3 separate regions of the Mus musculus genome follow, and all the other regions are linked to region 1. The links are chromatin contacts, called in public HiCAR-type and promoter capture Hi-C maps. All regions are on one chromosome and are shown on one strand. Each heading gives the region's core, a stretch centred on a gene start, on an enhancer-like site or on the middle of the called end of the contact. The rest is flanking DNA. Distances are from core to core; before and after follow the strand shown.

Evidence for each region. HiCAR-type assays count read pairs that join an accessible place to other places. Capture Hi-C pulls out chosen DNA fragments and counts their contacts.
Region 2: a contact with region 1 is called in a HiCAR-type map of astrocytes, with 4 times the contacts expected there. The contact joins the promoter of Ipo11-lrrc70 here to the promoter of Adamts6 in region 1. A contact is called at or near these places in 2 of 39 promoter capture datasets (liver and pre-B cells) and 2 of 115 datasets of contacts at active chromatin or transcription factors (astrocytes and large pre-B cells).
Region 3: a contact with region 1 is called in a promoter capture Hi-C map of liver, with 4 times the contacts expected there. The contact joins the promoter of 3830408C21Rik here to the promoter of Adamts6 in region 1. A contact is called at or near these places in 2 of 115 datasets of contacts at active chromatin or transcription factors (astrocytes and large pre-B cells) and 2 of 9 other capture datasets (adipose tissue and liver).

The regions. Positions count from the first base shown.
Region 1 is chr13:104,286,576-104,289,275 of GRCm38.p6, reverse strand. Adamts6 (a disintegrin-like and metallopeptidase (reprolysin type) with thrombospondin type 1 motif, 6) reads right to left here and starts at 1,441. Exons shown (of 25, transcript NM_001081020.2): 1 at 1,276-1,441.
Region 2 is chr13:106,834,999-106,837,698 of GRCm38.p6, reverse strand. It overlaps Ipo11-lrrc70 (Ipo11-lrrc70 readthrough), which reads left to right and starts at 1,397. Exons shown (of 4, transcript NR_165805.1): 1 at 1,397-1,487. The region is part of intron 27 of Ipo11 (importin 11); the gene reads left to right. Lrrc70 (leucine rich repeat containing 70) reads left to right here and starts at 1,397. Exons shown (of 2, transcript NM_001378597.1): 1 at 1,397-1,487.
Region 3 is chr13:107,021,209-107,024,006 of GRCm38.p6, reverse strand. It overlaps 3830408C21Rik (RIKEN cDNA 3830408C21 gene), which reads right to left and starts at 1,437. Exons shown (of 4, transcript NR_015471.1): 1 at 25-1,437. Kif2a (kinesin family member 2A) reads left to right here and starts at 1,652. Exons shown (of 21, transcript NM_001374727.1): 1 at 1,652-1,995. The coding sequence starts at 1,932.

The sequences.
Region 1 (2,700 bases), core at 192-2,691:
ATTATTTACAATATTTCAGTCTTAAATGATTGGAAGATTTACTCTGAGGAATAACAAAAAATATTAATATAACTACACAGAAAAATTTGCTGCCAGTTGTGATAAATGAATGATTTGCTTTAATGTAGCACACTCCAAAAACATCACTACTATTCACATGTAAGCATCAGGTTAATATAAACAAGGCTGCACTGCTGCTTTGGGGAAAATAATCATCTTCAAAATTAATTTTCTAAGACGCCTTTAAGTTTTACATTGCCTTTCTTTCCCTGTCATGAATTTTAAGGGCTCCAAATTCACCACTAAATAGTTCAGTCTAATCAAAATAATCTTAAGAAAAGAAATGAAAAAGAAAGAAAAAATAGTACAAAAATTCTGAACACAAGAGAGTAAATTGAAAATTATATTCAGTGTATTTTTTTAAAGTTCCAAGCAATGGTTTGGTTTCCCTTTTCTCCCCTCTTCTCTGCACACCCTCCCACACACAACCCCCCTTCCCATTCCACCTCATCCAGACAGAGGGTAACAGTCTGAGCTGCCCTGGTTGAGTTGATCCTAAAGTTAACATTCAGCAGCCCATTTCCAGACAGCAGCGCTAAATCTATTTGGATAAAACGCGTGTGACCCAGACAGTTGGCATTTGGCCCAAACGCGTTGCACCAGCAGCTCAAATAAAAACAAGAGTAAGAAACTTACTCTCTTGTTCCCTCTCAGTGTGCTTTCTTACTCTGGCTTGCTCTCTTTGCCCCTAATACAAGTGGACAGCTTATCAAAAACATGAATTATAGCATATATTATCAGAAAGATTTTCCAATACTCCCTTCAGCACTCTTGTTCTCTCTCCCCAGTCACTGAACTTCAGTCTTATATACCATATATACAGACATACTCTGATAAACAAGGCTCCAGAGAGTTATGAGTCTAGCATGGCCCAAGTGGGCAAAAGTAAATCAAAACCACACGCTTTCATCTCTTTGATTAGCCTATTAAGAGCTTAACATATCCTAGAGCATCGGTGCTCAGCCAGCACACTACTGCTACCCTGAGAGCACAGGCATGAAATATGCACTTGTCTGAATACTAAAGACACTGACATGAAACGGATTCTCAGAAGGCAATTTCATAAGTCTGGAAATCGATTAAAAACACACATCATCATTACCTTCTCCACGCTATCTGGTGATTAGTTAAAAGTCCACGATGATCATAATCAAGTCCACTTCGCACAACATGCAAATTCATACAATAAGCGCGTATTTTCACATTATAAAATACCTGTAAGCCCCGGAATTTTACATCCACGAGTAGACTAGAGTTTAAAAGATTTCTATCTGTAATGTGAGTTTAGTGAAACTCACTTCTTGCCATAAAGCACGCACGCGCGCGCAGACACAACACAGAGAGTGAGAGAGAGAGAGAGAGAGAGAGAGAGAGAGAGAGAGAGAAGAGGGGGAGGGAGAGAGAGAGAGGGAGAGAAGGGGAGAGAGGGAGAGGGAGAGGGAGAGAGAGACAGAGAGAGAATATCTAAGCGTTTTTCGGAAGATAAGCAAAGCACAAGTTGTTGGGTTTTTTTTTTTAAGGTTTCATTGAATATTGTGAAGTCTTCCTTACCGTTTTCATCTTCAAATTCTGATAAAAAGTAAATTTCAAACAATAGAGATTGCACTGGACGACTCACGTATTCTTTTCTGTCTTTTCTTTTTGCCTGCCCGCCCCCCCTTGCAAAGCCACACCAGCCAGTTATTCTGCAGCCAGAATAAAACCCTATAGTCTCGCTAACTGGAGTTTTAAAGAACAGACTTTCCGATTTGGCAGTTAAAAAAAAAAAAAAAGAAAAGAAAAGAAAAAAAGAAAAGAAAAGAAAAAAATCCGTTCAATACATCCAAGGCTATCAACCTGAGAAGTGCTTTGCAACCCCCAACTCCCTCCCTCCCCCCACCCACCCCCCCTCAAAAAAAAAAAAAAAGGAAAAAAGAAAGAGGAGGGGAAAGGCTTATTAGGGGTGGAAGTGGTGCCCTCTCTTCCTGGACAGCTTAGTGCCTTTGCTATGCAAATAACATGTGCAGAGCATCAAAAGGTATCAGGAGAGAGAAGACAAGAGGAGCAGGAAGGGCAGGAAAAGTTTTGTTGAAGTAGCCCTCGAGCTCACTGCCGGCCCCAAGCCAACTTCAATTGCAGCAGAAGAAAATTTTGGCAGCTTTCCTCAGAGGCAGAACAAACTGACGTCAGTCTGCAGATGTGCCTCGGCTGCGTCGGGTGCGCATGTGTCCTGGGTCGTCACGTGGAGGGGGAGGGGAAGTAGAGGTACAATCGGGGTATCCAACCACCAGCCATTCAGAAGGGCTTAGACAATGTCAACTTTTCCACCCTGTGAATGAGAGAAACTCCGGCCCTCTAACCTCTCTCCCCTAACCCACCCCGCCTATTTCCTCCTCCTCTAACCTCTTGCGGAGTCTTGTCTGGTTTGTTATTTACAGTTTCTTGGAAAAAGGAAAGGCACGGGGTAGGGGGTGGGGGATGGGGTGGGTAGACTAATGTCACTGTTAGAATTTTTGGTGTCATTCTCTGACTTTTGTTTGTTTGTTTTATTTTAATTTCTGCAGTAAATATTTAAAAGTTATTCATAAATTTTGTCATGTAAGGAGTCAGATCAGTAGAGCAAAATTTCAAGACTTAAAGACATGAACAAAACGCCTGTGT
Region 2 (2,700 bases), core at 148-2,647, 2.5 Mb before region 1:
TTCCGCAACTCATTCCCTCCCTCCCCCCTCCCTCCCTCCCCCCCCTCATGTGTCATATGTAAACACATTGGTGTGTGTGTGTGGTGTACATTTGCACATGTGTTTGAAAACCAGAGTTCATCTTTTTTTTCAAGATAGAGTCTCTTGCTGATTTAGGTAGGATGCTGTCCAGCAGACCTCGGGATCCCCTCCTGTCTCTGCCGTCCCAATGCTGGGGTCTGAGTATATGGAACCACATCAGCTTTTTTGACATGGGTGCTGGTGGTCTGAGCTCAAGTGTTGATGCTTGCATAGTAAGCATCTTACCTACCCAGTCATCTCCCCAGTCTCTTCTCCCTAACTTTTTATCCAGGGATAAACTCTGTTAATAATTTGGTAAGGGAGTTTATGTTACTTTCCAACCCAGGGCATGGCCTTAATTTCCTCAATTAATTGATAGTAATCAGTATTTTCTAAACAAAAAATATTTTTAAAAATTCAAAATATTAGAATATTGTGTTAATATTTTGTTCATCCTAAATTATTTACTAACTTTATGTTCTTTTAAAAATCAATAAGTCTTCAGTAAGTATTTGAAAATAAATAGGACAATGCGCTTAAAAATTCTTGGTGTGGTAGTACATGCCTTTAATTACAGACTCAGGAGGCAGAGTCAGGCAGGTCTCTTATGAGTTCAAGGCAAACCTGGCTTTTATGTATAGAGGGTTCCAGGCTGGCCATGATTACATAATGAGACTCTGTCTCAAATGTTTTTATAAAGATCACTTTATTTTATATACTCCTATTTCAGTGTGCTTTTGATTTAGTGACTGTGATATTGAGCAGGGGAATGTCTGTCAGTAATGTACTTGGCTTCCGATCCTCAACACCTACCTTCAAAATCCAGCTGTGGTCCTAACTCTGGGGAGTAGCAACTGTCTGAGAAACTGTCTGTGAGCTCAGATTGTGAGAACCTAGCTTAACAAGCAAGTTATAGGGTAACAGAGGGGGACACTGGTGTCAATTCTGACCTTCACGCACGCGTGCAGGCATGCACGCACACACAAACACAGAGACAATATGTGTTGTTGATAACTAGAGACTTCTTATTTAGATTTTTGAATACCTCAAGTTTTCAGACATTTGGCTTTAAAATCCTCTTTCAAGTTATAGGAATTACTTAGGTGTATATATTAGGAAAACTGAGTGCGTTCTGAAAAAAAAAATACTTTCCTGAGACTTCCTTTCAACAATACTTTTGAAGCACAGATAAACTTGCTTCCTGTCTCTCAGTTTCCTGTATCCATGGCAACCCCTGTTTTACACATTGGCTGTAGAGGAACCAGTGTGAAGAGTGGCGTTTCCTGCATAGCCATGGCTTTAAAATTCAAAAAACGGTGGAGTGCTGGCGGTCAGCAGTGCCCAGAGGAACTGAGTTAAAGAACGGAGCTCTGCAGAGTTAAAACAAAGCCTTAAAGCCACGTGATGATACGAGTCCCGTATCCTTGGTAAGATTATTTAAGTACAGTTGTTTAGCCGAAAGAACCTGGTGGAAAAGTACAGCCTGCTTTTTCTGTTCGTATTTTCCTAAGTTATTATTTGATGTTAGGCTTCATATAGGTTATGGGGCATGTATCCAAAAATCGTTATCCTCACGTCATTTGTTATGTGTGTCAGAGTCGGTTCTAAAAGTTTATCTTAGCAAACATATTTTAGTTTGTTGAGTTTGAATTATCTTTGCTAAAGAATTGATTTCATAGCTGTGTTAGCAGTTCATACTGTCACCCATAATATGTGTTAACACGCGGTTTTGGCTTATCCTACTTTAAATGGACTATTGAAGTTTCAGTATTTTGATACTTTTGTTTTAAGACCTTTCTGACAATTTAAAATTTTGTCTTTGGAGTCAGTTCTGATGTGGAAAAAGAAGTTAGGTTGGGTTACATGTGGATTTTTATTTTCTCTTCCTTGCCTGTGTTTATTTCTGGTTGCTACCTGCTCTTTTTTTTGTTCGTTTGTTTGTTTTTAATATCATTATTGTTATTTGTATTCTTACCAACTCTAAATGGAAGACAGACTACCCCAGTCCTTTCACATTCCTTAGAATTTTCCTAAAGGTCCAGTTTTTCTGGATTTGGGAATAATGTTTCATGTTAGTGAAATTGGATTATTTAATTCTTTTCCAGAATTCTATTTGGGTAACTATCACGTATGAATATCTTAAAGGCTTTGTTCAGTTAAGCCATTTGTATTTTCTATCTTTAAACAGTTGTATAAATTGCTTAGCGCCTAAGGGGTGATGAGATGTTCATAGTTTATATTTGTGGTCTAACTGGGTGTCTTTTGTTCTAAGGACATTGATTGGTGGTGTGTAAAAGTCTACACTTACCGAGAACTCACCACTGTCCTAGACATAGTTGGTATACTTGTTCTGTTCCCAGATTCTTTTTATTGAACAATAAAAATTTAAGGACATAGATCTCAGACTTTCAATGTCTTATCTCTCTTCATTTTTTGTATCTAGAAAGTAATATCTTAACAAAAGTAACATTAAATGTTGTTACAAATCTTGAGACTGTCTTTAAGTTACCTTTTTGAATCATGACAGCCTTTTGCATTTATCAGTGAGCTATTAATGTAAATTATTCCCTCCTGAAGCGTGTAAAGATCATAAATGTCACTAGGATTGGGTTTAGTAAAATTAACAACCTTAAACATTTG
Region 3 (2,798 bases), core at 188-2,687, 2.7 Mb before region 1:
GTCTATTTACAAAGTGATACTTACCACTTTGCAAGAATCCCTAGGCAGAAGAGTCATCTAGGCTGGAGTGGGTGGAGCAGGTTTTACAAAGACAGTAGGCTTTCAGGGCTAGCAGTTTAGCTCACTTGGTAGAACACTTGCTTGTTGGTGTTGTAGTTGCCTCTCTTTCTGGGATAAAGCACCATGACCAAGACAACCGACAAAACAAAAGTGTTTCACTGTGCTTATGGTTTCCTAGGTTTGAAGTCCATGATGGTGGAACAAAGGCATGCTGGCCTCAACACCTGAGCGCTCACCTCTTGATGCACAAGTAAGAGGTCTAGAAAGCTAACTCTAAATGGTGTCTTTTGAAACCTCAGCGCCTGATCCTAGTGAAACCCTTTCTCTAATAAGGGCACATTTCCTAATCCTTCCCAAACAGTTCCAACAATGGGGACAAAGTATTCAAGCACATGAACCATTCTCATCCACAATGCTCTCATCACGTACAAAGTCCTGGATTCTATCCCCAGTACCACATAAACTAGAAGTGATGGCTCACACCAGTAAGGCATTCAAGATTATCCTCACTACATAGCATGGTTAAGGCCAGCTTAGGTCAAATGACACCCTATCTAAAAAAAAAAAAAAAAAAAAGTAAATAACAAGTGAAAAATGTAGGGAGGTGAGAGGAAGATTTAAATAATCAGGGGGAAGGAGAAGAGATCATATTATCCTAGATCATGGGGGAAGATGAAGAAACCAAGATGCAGGAATGGGCAGGCAGGGAGTAACTGAGGAGAGTAGTAAGTCATTCTACAAAGAATTTACGACAAAGCTGGTGGAGGTTACACTTCAGTTTACACGCTTGTCTACCTGGCCCCCTCTGCTTGGCACTCTCCATGTTGCTGTAGTCAGCTCAGCCACATGACTGCAGAAGAGGCTCATTATTCAACGTTCTTCAAGTCTCTGCTCTGATTTTGAGTCATAGCTGCTGGAGTTAGAGACTAGGGCAAGTAAGCCTTGAGCTCTACTGAAGCAATAGGATAGCAGGACAGGCCCGCTGGTAGCCCAGGAGGGCTTCGCTTTGAATTGCAATGAGCTGGGAAGTAAAGGGCAAGGGGAGGTCTTCGTTCCTACTCAGGGTGGACGACACCCTTTCGACCCTCCATAATTGATGGGAAGCCTGAACCAGGCATGCCCCGGCCTTAATAAGGTTCCTCAAGGACCGGCTGCCCCGGAGTGGCATGCGATCTGACAGCCACAGAAATGCACTGAGCCAGTTCTTTAATCGGTCAGTGCCCCTCAGTCCCGCGCCCCGAAAGCCTCGATCCCACTCGGCCCTCAACCCGTTCCTGCGGCAGCGTGCACGCGGAGCGGGAGCTCTGGAAGGACGTCGCGAGTCGTTTCCCGCGCCTCGTAGGCCGCCGCGTGCGGAATCAAACCCGGCGCGGGTTCGTACCCGGCCGGGCCGCGCGCGCTCCCGTTCCCGTTCCCGTTCCCGCGGACGGCTCAGCCCCGCCCGCCGCCAGGCCGCAGCCGAGCTGGGCGGGGCCGCCTGCAGCCCGAGCGCGCGGGCGCACGGCAGGAAGCCGCGGGCCGCCGGGTGTGCGCAGGCGCGCGGCGCCCCGCCTCTCCAGCGTCCGTAGGGGCGGGCGGCGCGAGCCCTCCCACTCTTCCCCCGCGCCGCCTCACGGCTGCGGCCCTCGCTTCACCCGGACGCCCGGCGTGCGCGCCCGCCCGCCCGCCCGCCCGTCCGCCCGCCCGTCCGCCCGTCCGCCCGCAGGCCCGGGGCTTCAGCCCGCTCGTCCGCCGCCGCTCTCGCCGCGGCCCCGCTCGCGTCCACGCTGCCTCCCGGACCGGCGCGGACGCGGGCCACCGCTGCCCCTCCCGCCGCCACCCCGCCCCCTCCCCGCCTGTTTCGCCCGCCTGCCGCCGCTCCGGATGAGGTGATGGCAACGGCCAACTTCGGCAAGATCCAGATCGGGATTTACGTGGAGATCAAGCGCAGCGATGGTGAGCCGCGCCTCTGGCCGCGTCGGGCCGGCTGCCCCTTTGATTGCTCTACGGGTTGTGGGGGCGGGAAGGCGGCGGCCCGGCGCTTTTGTGTGCGGCGTTGTGCGGGTGAGGCGGGCGTGGGGTCCGCCCGGGCGCCGCTGCAGTGCGGGGCCCCGGCCGCAGGGCGGGAGCCGCTCCCGGGTTCGCGGTCCTCTCCCCCCAGGGGACTCCGTTAGGGTTGCCCGTGCCTCGCGCTGCCTCTACTCTGCCTTTTACCGGTCTCTGCCTCGGTGGCGTGGAAAGGGTGGTAGCGTGAAGATCGGGGATGTCGGCACCGAGAGACCCGACTGGCAGCCAGAGGCCATTGGGGAGCCATCCGGTTGTTGTTAAGTGCTATCCGGTTGTCAGGCCTCTTTGCCTGTTCTCCCCCAAGCATGCTGCTTTCTTCTGCTGATCCAAGTGCAGAGAAGGCTGCACTCGGCCATGAAAAGGGGTGGGGGAGTAACGGGAAAGAAATACTCGGTACGCTTCACCAAGGTGATGCTACTGAAAGGGAAGGAGAGGATGGAGAGAGGATGGACGCAGTCCACGGGAGACACTCCTGAGAGGGTGGGCGACCGGATGTTGATATTTTCACACCCTGGGGAGGTAACTGAGAGAAGTGTAAGGCGAGGGGAAGAGACATGTTTAATTCATTTAAAAAAAAAGACCCATAGGCTGCTTATGGATGTTGCTGTAGGTTCCTCGTAGGGGGGAAATATTTTTATCACTTCTAAGTGTAAAGTGAAAATCATCCATATTGTAAATGAAATAACTGAGTA